Regions from separate parts of the Mus musculus genome. Here region 1 is linked to region 2. The links are chromatin contacts, called in public Hi-C maps. All regions are on one chromosome and are shown on one strand. Each heading gives the region's core, a stretch centred on a gene start, on an enhancer-like site or on the middle of the called end of the contact. The rest is flanking DNA. Distances are from core to core; before and after follow the strand shown.

Evidence for each region. Hi-C and Micro-C count contacts between places; a contact is called where the count stands out from the background.
Region 1: a Hi-C map of cerebellar granule neurons shows a contact between it and region 2, with 2.1 times the contacts expected there. The contact joins the enhancer-like site here to the promoter of Cibar2 in region 2. A contact is called at or near these places in 4 of 39 promoter capture datasets (hippocampal neurons, neural stem cells, pre-B cells and 1 more), 5 of 484 Hi-C or Micro-C datasets (cerebellar granule neurons, hematopoietic stem cells, liver and 2 more), 1 of 115 datasets of contacts at active chromatin or transcription factors (pancreatic cancer cells) and 3 of 9 other capture datasets (adipose tissue, embryonic trunk and pancreatic islet).

What each region holds. Positions count from the first base shown.
Region 1 is chr8:120,381,118-120,386,841 of GRCm38.p6, forward strand. It overlaps a transcript of Gse1 not described here. Among named protein-coding and RNA genes, the nearest start is that of Gm39264, 39 kb to the left of the region's middle. Within about 2 kb of position 1,409, at least 152 of the 459 cell types and tissues checked have an H3K27ac peak or open chromatin away from gene starts, as enhancers often do. A contact at or near this core is called in adipose tissue, cerebellar granule neurons, hematopoietic stem cells and 5 more, where this site is marked.
Region 2 is chr8:120,174,198-120,179,671 of GRCm38.p6, forward strand. Cibar2 (CBY1 interacting BAR domain containing 2) reads right to left here and starts at 3,272. Exons shown (of 9, transcript NM_001033980.2): 1 at 3,117-3,272; 2 at 513-747. The coding sequence starts at 3,136.

The DNA.
Region 1 (5,724 bases), core at 159-2,658, 210 kb after region 2:
CTGGGAACCGCCTGTCATGTCTGGTCAACCTGAGAGCCCGGGGTGGCTCTGGACAACAACGGATGGGAGCAGGGTGGTTTCTGCTGGACTGCGAACGGGCCGGGCAGCTTGCAGACACACCTTCAAGGGCAGGCCCAGCTGTGGGCTGAGGGGGGAAGGGGTAGGATCCATGGGGGGGGGGGGCAGCACAGCAGGAGAGGAGGGAGCACAGGGGCCTGAGGAGTTAAATGTTAGTAAGTAGCCCTGTGCTGGTGAAGTAGGCCAAGGCCATTAGTGTTCATTAAAGTTTAATACCTGTCGGGGCTGCCTAGCCGGGTGGCCACTGCTCTAATTTGATGGGTGTAGAGGGAGAATTCACGAATAATCTCGGAGGCTGGGGGATGGCTGCTACTGTGCGAACAGAAAAAGGACCAGAGGAGCAATACTTCAAAGCCAGTGCTTTGCTGCTCAGTCCCTGGGGGACAGAGGTGCGGTGGCTGCCCTCCAGACTCTCCCTTTGTCCTTAAAGTTCTAGGCCCTGCTAGAGAAAAAAACAAACCAAAAAAAAAAAAAAAAAAAAACCAAAAAAACCAAAAAAACCAACTTACAGATATTTTATTGATACATGAGTGTTTTGCTTGAATGTTTATACGTGTATCACATCGTGACCGATCCCCAGGCACAGATGGTTGTGAGACACCGTGTAGATGCTGAGAACTAAGCTTGGTTTGACTCTCTGAAAAGCATCCAGTCCTCTTAATGGCTGAGCCCTCTCTCCAGCCCCTCCATCTTGTTCTTTGTAAGCCACAGTGACCTGGAAGGAATTCACCAGCCCTGATTGGATGTTCACTGTCCCCCAGAGCACGTCCTGCAGCAGGACATGCCTATCTCATGGCCACTGCTTTGAAAAAGCCAGCCTCGGGCACTAAGCACACATCTGTGACAGCCAGGCTGGCCCTGAAGGAGGTGGCTTCAGCAGGGAATTAAGCCAGCAGGGGGGACGTTCCTGATATTGTCCATAGACAGAGCTGGGCACCTGGGTCACAAGCAGGAGAGAGCAGAGCAGGCAGGCTTAGGATGTAGGCTTAGCTATAAACCTCTGAGAGAGATGGAAGTGGACAGTTAGGACTCGTTCATGCCCACAGAATCTAGGCTGCAGAGCTGTAGGGCATCAGTTACAATAGGGAGTGCCACAGGGGAGAGTCAAGGCAAGCTGGGGTCTCCGCCCCACTCCCACCCCATGACTGGTCTGCAGTCTGGGCTCACTCACAGAGAAAGATCCTCCTATTGCACAGGTGGGCAGACTGAGGGGGCTCTAAGGGTGAAGCAGCAATGAAAAGGGGCCTTAGAGTCTAGAGGCCTAGCCAGGATGGCCCCGGGCTGGCATGTGTCCTGGCTGGAGACACTGCCCCATGGCCAGTGCCCAGCTCCCCCCCCCCTTGGCTCGGCGGCTGGGCACGATGCCCAGCCTTGCGGCAGGACTCCGGGGCTCCCTTCTCGCCAGGGCTCCTGAGAAAATCCTTCTGGTCTTTGACTCATTCTTAATAAAGGTTCTTCCATCTGCCAGCTCTGTCCTCCCCTGCCCACGCTCTCCAGGGGCCTGCCCAGAACAGCTCCTGTCACCACCACCCCCTGCCACCTCCTCCCCAGCCTCGGCCCCTTTCCCAGCCTGGCCTGGAGCAGAGCCCAGAGCCCGCCCAGAATAGATCAGCCGTTGGAGAAAGAAGTGATGTCTTGGGAAGGCCTGGCCAGCTAAGTCCCCCCAACCCGATCTGAAGACTTGGCGGCCCTGTCCCCTGGCTATATGCCTGCGGTTTCAAAATGCCCCCTCCCCACCCCAGCTTCCCAGTTCTAGCATGTTCCAGTCAGATACAAATAGAGCTTTGCTGAGTCTCAAGTCAGGCTGCCCGCTCCTGGCCTCAGCCTGTCCTCACTCCCAGCTTGCGGTCCATCTGTGTTGGGAACCCACTGTGCCCTGTGAGGAGGAGGTGAGAAGCAGACTCAGAGCCTCCTCTAAGCAGCTCCACAGGGAATGGGGAGCCAGCCAGTGAGCGGGGAGCCTCATTTTAAGAGCTGAGTGCAAGCCCGAGTGAACCAACACCCGGCTGGGTCTCTAGACCCCCTCTCTCCCTGCCACTGTGGTGCCAACACTCTCTGGTCTAGATAAACACCTAACCCTCTCCGTCAGCGACTGGTGTCTTCCAGAGCCCTTTGCAGCTGCTGGGACCATGGGGACGGTCCAGGCCCATAGGCTTCCTCATCCCTGGAGCCTGAATGTGATATGCTGGATTCAGGACACCGAGGTCACTGCCAGCTCCACAGTCAAGCTGGGCATCCAGGCACTGCTCAGACAGAGTGCTGCTTCTGGGGACTTGAGTCTACCATGGGCAAGGGTGGAATCAGGAGAGCCTCACCTGGGCGCTATAACTTCCGGCTGCCAAGATCTCAGCTCCTTCTGTACATGAGCCAGGGTGCCCTCCCCACAGAGCTCGCAAGGTCAGAGGCTGAGAAGGAGCAGAGACAGAGACAGAGGCACACAAAGATGCAGAGGTGGTTGCGGAGAGAGGAAAGGGCAGAGGGCCTTTGAGTTCCTGGGGCGGGGCAGGGTCTGAAGCAGCTGGGCTTGCTCTCAACGGGTGGGAGGAAAAGGGCAAAGAGGCTCAAGGAGGGGAGAGGTAGGTCAGGCGACCTGTATCAGAGGCTGGGCCTGGTGTGTCCCTGCTTGGTTCACATGATCTCCAGGGGGCCCAGGGCTTGTCACTAATCCTAGAGGCAGTGCCCCCATTTCCTGCTTCTGGAACTGTCACATCCAGGTCACAAGTTCCAAAGTCACCTTCCATGCAGGGAGCTGGGGTTTCTGACTCAGCCCTGAGCTGCCCAGAGCGCCTGACAAGGCAGGAGGTACCACCTGCCGCCAGCAGCCATCTGGTCCTCTTGCACCACGGCTCCACTCCACACCTGGGCCTCCTCCCTCATCCTTCTCCAGGGACAGGGCCCCGGGTTTGGAACTGAGCTGAGGACCATCCTCCTGATGGTCTCTTCCAGTGCTGGGGTTACAGGCACGGTCCAGAGCACCCGCCTTCTGTGTGGGTTCTGACGGAGAACACAGCCAGCCACATTCTTGTGTAGCAAGCACTTCACTGGCTGAGCCTTCTCTGCAGCCCTAATGTCTAATTTTCATTGAGGCGTTTTCCTGGGATGACCCTTAAGCCTCTCTTAGAATCATTTTCCTTCTCTTCCTAAGATTTATTCTTTTCTTTTTTCCAAGACAAGGTTTCTCTGTGTAGCTCCGAGTGTCCTGAACTCTCTCTGCAGACCAGGCTGGCCTCAAACCCACAGAGATCGACTAGCCTCTGCCTCCCACGTGATGTGCCACTATGGCCCATCAAGATTGATTGATTGATTGATTGATTGATTGATTGATTGATTTCGAGACAGGGTTTCTCTGTATAGCCCTGGCTGTCCTGGAACTCACTTTGTAGACCAGGCTGGCCTCATACTCAGAAATCCACCTGCTTCTGCCTCCCAAGTGCTGGGATTAAAGGCGTGCACCACCACCGCCTGGCTATTTATTTATTTTTAAGATTTATTTATTTATTTTATATATCTGAGTATACCATTGCTCTCTTCAGACACACCAGAAGAGGGAATCAGATCCCATTACAGATGGTTGTGAGCCACCATGTGGTTGCTGGTAATTGAACTCAGAACCTCTAGAAGGACAGTTGGTGATCTTAACCACTGAGCCATCTCTCCAGCCCCAAGATTTATTATTAATCATATGTGTTTGTGTGTTGGTTGAGGGGCAGGGAGTGTGCACCTGTGAGTGCACTACCCATAGAGGCCAATAGAGGGCACCAGATCCCCTGGACCTGGAGTTACAGGTGACTGAGCTGAGGGATGGGGGTTCTGGGAACTCAGCTCAGGTCTCTGGAAGAGCAGCCATCAAATGCTAAGCCACCTCTCAGCCCTCAGAACTTTTTTTTTTTTTAACAAGGACCTGAGGTCCAGGCCCTATCAACAGATCCATTGATTTTGATTTCCAAAGGGGAGGAATTGAAGGTTGCAGTGTATCCTCAGGGTTTCCAGGCCAGTCTCAGTGCTGCCAGGCACATTGCTACATGTCTGGAACCTCAGTTTGTCCAGCTGTAAAATGGGAGCACCTGGTTTGGTGTCGTTTGAGTGTATCCTCAAGGGCTCTGTATTGGCATTGAGCCCTGTTCTGTCCTCTTAGGTGAGTGGAGTTCAGAACTAGGGCTCTTGGTGACACACTGGGATTTGATAAGCAGCTGGGGCAGGGCCTATGACTAAATCCTAGTGACTGTAAGAAAAAGGGCCAGAGACTTGTCCCCTCTCCCACACAGCTATGCCACCTCCGGACTCTTCCAAACACTCAACAGTCTTCTGCAAGCTACAGAGGCCTCTTTTCTTTATAAGATTAACCAGCTGTGGGCATTTCATTACAGCAATGATGAAACATGCACAATACAGGCTGGAACTGGGCGTGGGGATCTACTGCAGATGCTACAACCGGGTTGAAGGGGGCAGATTCTTTCAAGGCCCGTTCTAGGTGTCTGTGGTAAACAACCAGCTTTCTCTGGGCCTGCTGAGATTATATGTGCACCATGAGGTTATGTGCATATGAACTTTCGGGAGGGTGGCGAACATATGTAATGTGTGTGCATATTCATGTGAGGGGTCTGTGTGTGTAGTATGCCAGCTGCCGTGAGTGTGCATGGGTATAAGTGTAATGAACATGCTTGTGAATGTTCACATGTGTGTCCATTTGTCTGTGCATGTGTGGAATCAGTTGCCTTTGCTGCCTACCAGTGTGTATACACAAGTGTGTATACTGTCTGCCATGTGCGCCTATGAGCATGTACTCTGTGTGTGTGTGTGTGTGATACTTTAGAGCTCTTTGCAGTTTTGTGCCCGTCTTAGTTAGGGTTTTACTGCTGTGAACAGACACCATGACCAAGGCAACTCTTATGAGGACAACATTTTGTTTTGTTTTGTTTTTTTGTTTTGTTTTCTGAGACAGGGTTTCTCTGTATAGCTCTGGCTGTCCTGGAACTCACTCTGTAGACCAGGCTGGCCTCGAACTCAGAAATCCACCTGTCTCTACCTCCCGAGTGCTGGGATTAAAGGCGTGTGCCATCACACCTGGCATGAGGACAACATTTAATTGGGGCTGGCTTACAGGTTCAGAGGTTCAGTCCATTATCATCAAGGTGGGAACATGGCAGCATCCAGGCAGGCATGGTGCAGGAGGAGCTGAGAGTTCTACATCTTCATCTGAGGGCTGCTAGCAGAATACTGGCTTCCAGGCAGCTAGGATAAGGGTCTTAAAGCCCACACCCACAGTGATACACCCACTCCAACAAGGCCACACCTCCTAACAGTGCCACTCCCTGGGCCAAGCATATACAAACCATCACAGTGCCATTTGCCTGTCTGTCCCAAGGAGTTCCGCAGCATAGAGCCCTTCCAGCTGCTCAGCAGGGCCCTGTGCCTCGGAATTGTAGACTTCTGTGGGGGCTGCAGGCCTCACAACATCACATGGTTAATGTTTGTTTTACCACCACCACCAGCTCCCACTCACCTCACATCCAACACCCCAAGGTCCCCTGGATCTCTGCAACATCCCTCTGGCTCCTCTGTAAACCTCACAAGCATCTGACATGGTCCTATTCCATTTTGTCATCTGTGAAGTGAGGTGACAGCAGTGCCCAGCCTCATTCCAGT
Region 2 (5,474 bases), core at 2,022-4,521:
GAGATCCAGGCCAGACTGTGCTACAGACTGATCTTGTCCCTACGAAAAGGACAGCGAGCAGAGGAAGCCACCCAGGTGATCATGTGACATCTCCATTCACCATGCACCGTGGGAGAAGCTTAGCTGTCTCTTTCAGGGACAGTCACCCTGTCCCAAGAGCTCACACATCCTGGCTATGTGTGGGTGTAGCAGGATCTGTCTGTCACACAACCTGTGCCATGTGTATCCCTCTGTAGTGCTTGGCCATAGGAGACCTGTGCATTCATCTCTGCCAGTCATACAGGGTGTTTCCAAAAAGACATTGATCGCTCCACCGCCATCTCCTTTATCCTCTGGACTGCACAGGAATCTATGGCCCTCATGGGACTCCCAATAGGGGCTTCCAGGTCCCCTTGACTCCAGCAGCCCTCACTCAACCCCACGAAGCCCTCTAGCTCTCTACCCTGTCACCAGCATGACCACGAGGGGAGGGGATGTCCCCTGCTCGCCCTCCCGCCCAGAGCTATGATCACCTCTGCCTGCCGATAATCCTGCACTTTGGCAAGGTCCTCGGCGAAGTCTCGAATGGTGGCCCGCAGCTCAGGGTTCTCCGTGTTGGCAAAGTCTATCAGCTGCTTCACCAGCTGGTCAGCCTTGTCACGAAGTCGGGCCGTCTTGCGTGTGTAGGAGGCCAGCAGTGAGCAGAACTGACCGAAATACCTCTCAGCATTTGTCACCGTGTTCTCCATGGCCCTCACCTGGCTGTCCCTGGGTGGGGGTGGGGGTGGGGGGATAGCGCTAAGTGCAGAAAGTCCACGCTCACTGGAACCACCATACCCACCTCTCCAGTGGGCAAGCACTTGACACTTGTACTCCTGTGCACAAATCCACCTCTGTATATACCTAAGTGCATTACTGATAATCTAAAAACGTGAACTGGGTGTGGTCAGGCATGCCTTGAATCCATCCAAGCACCTGGTCCTTGGGCAGTTCTGAGGAATATCGTGAGCCCAGTGAGGCAGAAGACAAGACCTGCCGGTGCCCCGTGGTTGAGCAAGAGTTGATAGATCAGGTGGGCCCTTTGTTCCCTGGGACCTGTGAAGGGCTGCAGCACCCCCACAGTCTCGTGCACTCCACTGTACCAGCCACAGAAGCCTCTCCTCCAGCCCCCTCCACACCCATGGGCCTTTTCCTGTTAGTTCCTCTTTCTCCCTTCTTAGAAGCTTTTGGGTTAAATGAATGGCCCTTTGGGAATCTATTTGAGGCTGACAGATAGTTCAAGGGTCTGGAGAAACAGCTGGGGGGAGGGGGGAGACGGACACCACACAAGCATGGAGACCGGAGTTCAGATCCCCAGCCCCTGTGTTAAATGGGGGGAGGAGCTGAAGAGATGACTCAGTGGTTAAGCCTGTCTATTGTTTTTGTAGAAACACCCAAATTCAGTTCTCAGACTCACAACCACCTGTAGCTGCAGCTCAGAGCAATATGTCCTCCTCGGACACTTGTACTCCTGTGCACAAATCCACCTCTGTATATACCTAAGTGCATTACTGATAATCTAAAAACATGAACTGGGTGTGGTCAGGCATGCCTTGAATCCCAGCACTGGTGAGGCAGAGACAGGCTGATCTCTGGGATTTTGAGACCAGCCTGGTCTACACAGAGAGTTCTAGGACAGCTAAGGACTACATAAAGAAACCCTGCCTCAAAAAACAAAACAATGCAAAATACACACACACACACACACACACACACACACACACACACACACACAATCTTAAACAAGACAAAAGGTCAGGAGTGGCCCCCACATACACCTGTAACTCCAGCATTGTGGGGCTCTGAGACAGAAGGATGCCTGAGTTTTTATCTGCCAGCCCAGCTCCTGATTCAGTGAGAGATCCTGTCTCAATAAATAAGCAAGAGCAATCGAGGGGACACCCAGTGTCTTCCTCTGTCCTCTGCACAGTGTGCACAGTGTTAGAGACACACACATACATAATTAATTTATACTCATAATTAAATTTATACTTAATTTATACTCCCTTCCCAGTGTCTTGCATCTTGCAGTCCATTTGGTACCAAGGATGCTCTGATAGGGAGTTGTGGACAGCTGTGATGGCTGTCACTGGATGCTACACGATGCCATCCGACCCCATCAAGCTCCCTGCGGAGTACTTGGGCTCTCTATCACCCTTACTCCTCTGCCTGGTCCCTTCTCCCTCCCACCAGCCCTGGGCTCCTCCACAGAGCTCTTTGCAGACCACTGACCACCGCATGCCACACGCTTGCCTTCTCTGACACACCTCCAGGGCTCATGCCGCCTCCCACACCCCGCATCCTGCCCACAGCCAGCGTTAGTGACAACCTGTGTGCTCAGTCTTCATAAGGGTACAGGAGGCTCCTGAGGCGTCCTGTCACAGTCCCCTCCCCTCAGCCCCAGGTCTTTCCTGTCCCTTGCTGCCCTCCCTTCTCTAGAACCCAAGCCCCTCTTGTGGCCTCTAGTGGTGGCCACTTGGCAGACCCCATAAGGAGCACTGTCTCACGCCTGCTAATGAGCTTCAACTTTGTAGTTTGCAAATGCTCCGCTCACACTTCCCTAGAAGAGGTTGCTATTGACATTTTTTTTTTAATCAAGTAAACAAAAGCCCAGAGATGCAAAGCATCCCGCCCAAGGGCATACAGCAGGCCAGACTCCAGGATGGCTGTCACTCATACACAGTTAGACAGGCAAGCAGGCCCCGTGGGTAAGGCTGGAAGCCAGCTTTTAAAGAGCATTCTGGGTGCATCCAGGACACTGGAAGTCTGAGTCCTAGGGAGACTCAAAGGCAATCAGGGAGGGCAGGTGACAGGGAGTCTGGGGCCATTAGAGGGAGCAGTGTCAAGGTCTGGGGCCTGGGTTTTTGGAGGGGTTCCTAGGGGGCAAGCAAAAGCAGGGAACAGACCAGAGAGTGGCTACACTTGCTCTTCACGCAGCACAGGTGAGGCCGACAGATCGCATTCTGGTAACCTCTATGCTTCAAGCCCTCCCTCCACTTTGAGAAGGGATGGCAGGGGGCTCACCTGCCCTCCTCCCCGATGTGGCAGAACGTGAGGATCCCACCTGCATACCCCTCCCAGCAGCGCAGGCTGCTCACCTGGAGAGGACGACGTTCATTGTGGACAGAGAGAGGCACCTGCTGCCAGGATCTTGGGGAGGATAAGGACAGGGCCCCAGGGGTCCCCTAGTCAGAGAGAAGGCAGCTAGTACTGGGCCCAGCTGTGTGGTCTGGCTAAGCTCAAGGGACTCTGCTGCCTGGTTGCCAGGCAACGGGCCATCCCCAGGCAAGCCCTGGGAGGAGCCCAGCTGGTTGCTGGGCAACCAGGGCCTCCCCTGCGGGGTGAGGAGGGCCAGCTTTGCCTTGGGGCTTAACCACTCTCTGAAATGAATTGGAAGTGGGACACAGAACCTCCACATGCCTTTGAATATGGTGTTCTTGGGGGTTCAAAGTGCTTGTAACCACCAGGAACGGACAGGGAGATCCCCGAAGGGAGCTTGCCTGGGACTTCACCCTGGACCCTGCTGTGTAGAGTCTCCTCCACCCTCAAGGCAGAAGGCCCGGTGGGCGGGGCGTGGGAGCCAGTGTCACTGAGGGTGGGGGGAGTAGACGGTAAAGGGAAGCGGAGAAGGTGAACCAAAGGAGTGCGGGGGGGGGGGGTGCGGGGGGACAGGCAGCAGCTCAGAGGAGTGCCTAGCGAATCAGGCAGTCCTGGGCTTCCCAGAGTATGCGACTCCCACTGTTAGACTTGGGGAAGGTGACTCCAGCGTCAGAGCACTAACACGTTGAGAGGTCTGCGGGTCACAGCCCCCGCCCCGCCCCGCCCGCCCCGCCCCGCCCCACTCGCCCCGCCCCACTCCCCTTTTCACTTAAGGTGCAAAGCAGGCCTGGTGGTGGAGGCAGAGAACCCAAGGCAAGATATTGATAGTTCCACGGGACGCCTGTCACACTGGGTCGTTTTTTTGTGTGCGTCCCAGCTCCATCATGCTGGGATTTGTTTTAAACACTTAGTAAGGCAGAAACATTACGGTCAGCTGCTTCAGATTCAAACCCCACGCCTCAGCTCTGCTGTGTGGCCTGAAAGCAAAGCCCTGGTCTCTCTAGTCTCCTAGACAATCGCCCAATAGGAACTGGAGCCCCTGCGGCAGGGATGAGGAGATAGGTGGGCTGGGCACTGGGAGCCGGGTCCCCTGTCCAGCGAGCCCTCAGAGCACACCTGAGTGCTGGGTCTCTGTGGCACATGTGTTATGCTCCCCTTTTGGGGGGCAGGGACAGGTTTCCCCAGACAACACAAATCTCTGTGTGTCCTTTACGGTACTGTGCCCTCTGTTTAGGGGCAGCCATGGCCCTGAACTCCTACCGGGGCTGTGCCAGTCCTGTGATTTTTCTCTCTGAATGATGCTCTGTGTCTCCTGGTCCGTAATCCCTCCCTTCTGAGGTGTTAGCTGAATTGAAAAGTGTCTCCCCAAAGTACATGTCCACCCTGGGTCTCAGAGCATCGCCTTACTGGAAACGGGGTCTCAGCAGACAGGCTGAGCAGATGAGTCACTCCGGCATGGGAGATGGGGCTCATTCAGAGGCTGCTGTTCCAATCTGCAGAGAATCCGCCTCCTGTACCCATTGACGGACTGTGGCTTTTCTGTCTGTGGGTGAGGGATGCCAATGCCCCAAGAATATGGCCAGCTTCTGGAATGCAGAGGTGACTGAATCCCACCTCTGATAGCCAGTGGTGGACGACTACATCCCTGCCTCAGTCTGTCTGGGGTCTTCTCTATCTTAAGGAATCGGTTTCCTCCAGACCCCAGCTATTCCAGTTAATCAGCTTCGTCCCTGTCTGCCCTGTACTATAGCCTGTGACCACCAGAGGGCGACAGAGACCACACTCCAGTCCTCCTGCTTAGGGTGGCGGGATTGCAGAGGGGACACAGGAGACTGGAGACACAGGTATGGCATAGGTGTGGAGGACAGACTGTGCGAGGTCTCGTCATTGGCTCTCTTGGAATCCTTGGAAACCTTATGAATTTGAAAAAATGAAAACTGTCTCGGGCTATGCAGAACTAAGACATGGGGGTCAGAGTGGAGGTTGGCCGACTGGAGAGTCACCAACCCGCATTGTCCAGGGTGGCCACTGGAGGGCGCATATTCTCTGTCCTTGTCTGGTTCTCTGTAGTCCCTTTCCTGTCTTTCTCTGTGTCTCCGTGTTTCTCCTTGTTTCTCTGTCTTTATCTGTGTCTGTCTCTGCCTCTCTCTGTCTCCCTCTGTCTCTCTCTCTGTCACTGTCTGTCTGTCTGTCTGTCTGTCTGTCTGTCTGTCTGTCACTCTCTCTCCCTTCTCACAATAGATGCACATCTTGCTGAGCCATGTGGGTCAGGTACACATAGCATGAGGCCCAGCTTATATCTCAGGAAGGCAAGGACACACATCCTGGTCACTCCCCACCCAAGAAAGGAGCCCAGC